Linked DNA regions of Oryctolagus cuniculus: region 1 is linked to region 2. The links are chromatin contacts, called in public Hi-C maps. All regions are on one chromosome and are shown on one strand. Each heading gives the region's core, a stretch centred on a gene start, on an enhancer-like site or on the middle of the called end of the contact. The rest is flanking DNA. Distances are from core to core; before and after follow the strand shown. Region 1 has its middle 49 kb from the start of KCNJ1. Region 2 has its middle 280 kb from the start of ETS1.

Evidence for each region. A called contact is a pair of places that touch in the nucleus more often than the background predicts.
Region 1: a Hi-C map of an unstated tissue shows a contact between it and region 2, with 4 times the contacts expected there. The contact joins two enhancer-like sites. A contact is called at or near these places in 4 of 6 Hi-C or Micro-C datasets (ear pinna, psoas muscle, skin fibroblasts and 1 more).

Annotation. Positions count from the first base shown.
Region 1 is chr1:122,443,012-122,445,711 of mOryCun1.1, reverse strand. No RefSeq gene overlaps it. Among named protein-coding and RNA genes, the nearest start is that of KCNJ1, 49 kb to the left of the region's middle. Within about 2 kb of position 1,426, at least 1 of the 8 cell types and tissues checked has an H3K27ac peak or open chromatin away from gene starts, as enhancers often do.
Region 2 is chr1:121,822,815-121,825,514 of mOryCun1.1, reverse strand. No RefSeq gene overlaps it. Among named protein-coding and RNA genes, the nearest start is that of ETS1, 280 kb to the left of the region's middle. Within about 2 kb of position 1,329, at least 1 of the 8 cell types and tissues checked has an H3K27ac peak or open chromatin away from gene starts, as enhancers often do.

The DNA of each region.
Region 1 (2,700 bases), core at 177-2,676, 620 kb before region 2:
GAGCTATGCTGCTCCATGGTTGTGGGTCTCTGAGGAGGGGCAGCAGGTGCATATGAGCTCGTAGGGAGCGTCTTTTTTCCCAGCTCTGCAGTCTGAGTTGTCACACCGGCAGCCTGACATGTCTCCTGGTGCAAGTTTTGTACTCTGAAAATCAGCCAGTACTACCAATCCAGGCTGCCACATCGACCCCACCCAGTGTGCACCCACCAACTGAGGGTGTCTGTCGAGCCCAGGGGTGTCCAGGGCCACGGGAGAGTTTGAGGTGTTTTAGGGAATTCCAGAGGCCAGTGCCCAGCTCCACTAACAAGTGGTGATCATTTCTAGTTCTAAAAATATCTGCCTGCGGTTGCCACCACCCGATGTGTGCACAGATTGGTGACGGGGGTGCAAGCAGCAGTGATCAGCTACAGAGCCCTCTCTTCCTTGCTAGTCTGGGTTCCTCTTTGCCAAGCGAGCGGCTGAGCCTGCTAACCCGTCTCCACCTCTGCCTCTCCTGGGAGCTTCATCCTGGGATGGGAGAGCCCTGTGATGAGGCTGTGGGAGGAGACTGAGGCAACGTGGCTAGGTTTTCCCTCTGTAACAGGCTTTCCAGGGGAAGGCTGGAGAGCCGACAGCATCAGGAGGTGCCTGCTGGCATCTTTCCCTGCCTGGGGTTGCCCCAGGCTGCTGGAAGGTGGTCTGGGCTCTGCCTGCACAGAGATGCTAGGTCAACACCACGAGGGTCTTCTGCAGCCACACAGGAGGATGCCTGGGCTTGGTGTTTGTGTGTGTGTGTGTGTGACCATGATGGCAGATGCACAGGGAAGCACCAGGTCTGCATCCGTGGCTGTGGCGTCCCGTCTCCATCCACTCCCCCTGCCCCCGCCTCTGCCAGCCTCCTCGATCAGCTCTCTTGGGATCCAGATCAACAATGGCTCTCTCCACCTCTCTTCCTCCCGACCCCAGCTTCTCCTGTCTGCCTGCCAGCACCTCTCTGAAGTAGGCCTCTCTGTTCCCTCTCTCTGTCTTGTACCTGTTGCAGCCTCCGGCTTCCGCCCTGAGCACTGGACAGGAGGCCCCTACCCAGGTCCCCTCCATGGTAGAAGAAGGGAAAGCCATCTTTCCTCTGCACAGATTCCGGCCGCCTGCCCACCCAGCAGCTGCTGTGGGAAGTCAGCTTGAGAGACCAAGAGTGGACTTCTCAGAGCCTCAATGGGAGGAAGCCCCCGGGGGCCCTGGGCAGAAGGCAGGCAGCGCACTGCGGGGTGGAATGGGCACCCCAGCGAGGGTCCACCTTGCAGCTTCCTCCTCCATCGACCCCCACATCCCACCCCACGTTGCTACCCTCTGTTCAAGAAAACCGCATTATTCCTGCTAGGTCCTCCACTCCCTGCACTGGGGAGGAGCTCACTATCCAGCTGGGCTCCCATTCTCCGGATCAGACCTGGGCAAAGCGCGAGGCGCCCCCAGCGACCCCCGCCGCCGCCGCCGCCAGCACCCCAGGCTGCGCCCCCTCCCCCAGCCCCAACCCCCCCTAGTGCGTGCCGGCGGCGGCCGCGGGGCAGCGTCGGAGCCGGCTCCGGCCGTCTGCGCGCCGCGCTCCAAGGCAGCGGGGTGAATGGACGGCATCCAGCCCGGCCGGCAACTTGAAAATAAAAATAAAACAGAGGGAAAAGAAATAAATAATAAGGAGCGCGCCCGAAAGCCAAAGAAAATACAATTCCCAGCCCGGAGCAGGCTGCGAGCCTGCAGCCGGCCGCGGGCCGCGGGCCTTTGGCAGCGCCGCCAGCGGGGCCTTTGTGCCGCCCCCGCCGCCCCCCGCGCGTTTCTGTCCTAATTGAAGAAACACAATCCCGGGGTTGCGCCGCGCCGCGCCCCGGCCGCCGGGCCCCCGAGGCCGCTGGCTGCCGCCGCCGCGGCCGCCCCCGCCCGCAACAGGGCCGGGCTTGTTCTTTGTGCAGGCAAATATTTATTTTGGTTCAAGTGGACCCCTTCCACAAAGCCCACCTGGTTGTAATCAATAACACCTATTTTCAGATAATCTGCCGCCCTCTAGGCAGAGCGCACGGAACTCACCCAAACAGAGACCTTTTCAAAGGCAAGTTTCAATGGACTGGATTCACAGAGGGCTGGGGGAGGGAGCCGGGTGGGGTCGGGGCTGGGGGGCCGCGACGAGGGCCTGGGTGGTCAGGCGCTGCCAGGTGGACCGCGCCTCCGCCCCGGGTTGGGGGCGGGGCTGATGCCTGGGGGAGGGGCCCGGAGCCTTGCCCCAAGCAAACGAATTCAGGGCCTTTCTGGGGTGAGCCAGATGTTGCAGCCAAGGTCCACTTTGGAAACCCCAGAGCAGCGTCCTGTGCCCCTCTGGGAGCCTGTGCTGGCAGGGGTAGGGGGGAGGCAGCGCACCTGACCCTGAGACCCCGCCCTTCTGCGGGACATCGCCCAGTGGCCATCTCCCAAGCTGCCCCTTACTTCCAGACTGAGCACCTGCGGTGGGAGGGCATTGAGGGAGAGGCTGGGAAGAGGCCGGGAAGGAAGCAGGATTCCTGGAGGAAGCATGGAGAGCAAAAAAGTGCTGGTAGCTGGAGCTTGGGATGCCGCCACACCACGGGCCATTGCACACGTGGGGCCCTTCTGACAGTCGGGATGGCCCGGGCTGGCCAGCTAGGGTGCTGGCTATGCTCACAGCCCCATCCGGTGGTGGGGACGCCCCCGGGCCCCAGA
Region 2 (2,700 bases), core at 80-2,579:
CAATGTTAGTTCAGAGGCATATCCAGAGATTTTTCTTAATGATAGCCAAGTCCCAGATTACCTACAAGTAACTTAGATATTATTATTGCCTAATATTCACACGAAATCTGCATGATGATGGCCTCATGTTTGGATCACTTTCAGTTCTCTCTCTTTGTCTCTTTCTTTTTCTCTGCTACCCCCCGCCCCCCTTTTGCAGAAGTGGAGGCAAAGTTACCGGAAATCTCAATTGTCAGAGTTCAAAGCCTTCGCTCAACACTTGACATTTGACAGTGTGTCCCCCTCCCCTTCCTCCACACCCTCATCTTGCTTGCACGGGCACAAGCCCTAGAGATAACCATATGAGGCAGAATGCATGCAGTCGGCTCCCTTCTTACATTCGTTTCCTCCTACACAGACTGGCGAGGCACCCTGAGGTTGGCACGTGCTTTGTCCCAGGCCTTTCACGTTTCACTCTGAGGTGGTGGTCGTCGATTAAATGTGGCAGGAGATTCCCCATGTTCACCAGACAGACAGCATGCACCTTCGGGACCAGAGATCATCTAACAGAAAATCTCACCTAACATTCTCAATTTCACAGACCAAGAAAGCGAACTGCCTGAAGCTAGCGTTCGAGACCAATAGAGCAGGCACCAGAACCCAGAATTCTCTTCCCACTCTTCCCGGTCTTCTCTCTGCCTGACCACAAAGGCTCGGAAACTGTCAATTTCGGCTGCTGCACTAAATGTTCCGATGACAGACTTGTCCTGCGTCTGATAGACGACGTTCTCCCATAAACTCATCAGGGGAATGAAGAAACGCGTCATCCTTGGAGGAGGCCGGGAGGAGCTGCTGCCTGTGCGACAGGGGAGCAGCCGAGCTCTCTGGGTGCGTGCTTTCTGCCCCAGGGTCTCCCATTCTCTGTGTGCCATAATCCGGGACTTCTCTTAGAGGCCCCAGTCCCCGGAGGGAGCGTCCAGTTGATGCCTCCCTGGCGAGGCAAGGTGGCGACAGGGAGGAAAGAAAGGCGAGAGTTGCTGAAGACATGGTGGCAGCGTAGGCAGCCTCCGAGCTGGGGACCTCCAGGGAGGTTGTCTGAATTATCCTCCAGAGGCACAGAGATCCCTCTGGGGGACGTTCTTGCCTTTAGATCTTGAGGGAATTTTAGGGTGGAGACTAAATAATGAAAATGACTCGACAAGTGCTGACATTCTCTAAGGAACTGAAATCATGGAAATGAGAATTGGATATGGAAAATGGGAAGAACTCGCCAGAGTTTTGCTTTGCCCACATCCCACCATTGTAGTATACGCATGTGCACACACACACACACACACACGTGTGCTCTTGCGCTGTCTGGAAGGCCAGCAGAGGTTGGTGAGGCCTCTTTCACCCGCCACCATCTGGCTGAAGCCAATCTGTCATCCAGAGTGACACCCACCCCTTCCCATGACACCTGTGTGGGCCACCGCAGCCTCAGGGTAGGAGCCGCCCTCCTCCTCCTCTGTGGCTTCTCCCAGCTGACTCCCTGCTTCCCGGAGGGGTCAGCGAGTCTGGCTTGGCCTGGGCCTCACAGACACCTGCAGCGCTGCCCTGCAGCCCCCGCTCTCGCTTGTGCTCTTGGAGTGCATTCTTGTCCCACTCTTCCAGTCTCCAGGGTCCCCCGAGGCAAGAGAGCCTCCTACTTCCTGGCTCACCACTTGCCTGCGTGCTTCCCAGCGGCCAGGGAGATTTTTCAGAAAACTATTTTTAGAAATCGTAACCTCAGAATAAACACAGCACACCAGATGCTCCTGTTTTTCTGGGGCAACTGAGCTGAGGATCATTGGTTTAAACAGAAAGGTGAAACAGCCAACCTTGGGGTTCTGGCCAGGCGTAGTTTGCAGATTGCTGGGTTTCACTCCCCCTAGTGGCACGATGTTAGAAGACATGATGCCACCCACCCCAGACTACTGGAAATGTATTAGGGTTCAAATGATTTGGGAGAATTCAATTGGACTTTACATGTAGGCAGTCATTTGATGAAAAGTAAGAACAGGTTTAATCCTAATTTTATGAATACCAAAATGTGTTAAGAAGAGTAAGTTAATTTCTCTTGGTCTTTTTTCTTATCTTGGAAGGATTTCTGTTTAAACAAAACTCATTTTTTTAAACTTTTATTTAATGAATATAGATTTCCAAAGTACAGCTTATGGATTACATTGCCCCCCCTCAATGACTTCCCTCCCACCCGCAACCCTCCCCTTTCCCGCTCTCTCTCCCCTTCCATTCACATCAAGATTCATTTTCAATTTTCTATATATACAGAAGATCAGACAAAACTCAATTTTTAAAATGAGGTTATGATACAGCTTCTGAATACCTTCTTTGTTAAGCAAAATATATTTCCTGAGAGGAATCTGCATGTACCAGAAGGCACTGTTAGAGTGCATTTTGCACTGTGTACCTCTTTCTGAAGTTCAGGCCAGCTCTGCAGAGGACAGGACAAGGAAGAATAAATTTGAGGAGGGACTTGTGTGTCCAATGTCAAGAGCAACAATAAGAAGAAGAGAAGAGCAGCGAGGATTTCTGATTACAAGACTCCACAGGACAGAAACGTTGCTAACAGGCACCAACGGCTGTGGCTGTCTGTTTTAGCAAGTTTTAACCCCTTCCAGCCTCAAAAAGACACCAGAAGAAAGCTAAATGACTTTTTCTGTAGATCTTTTCAATTATAGGATT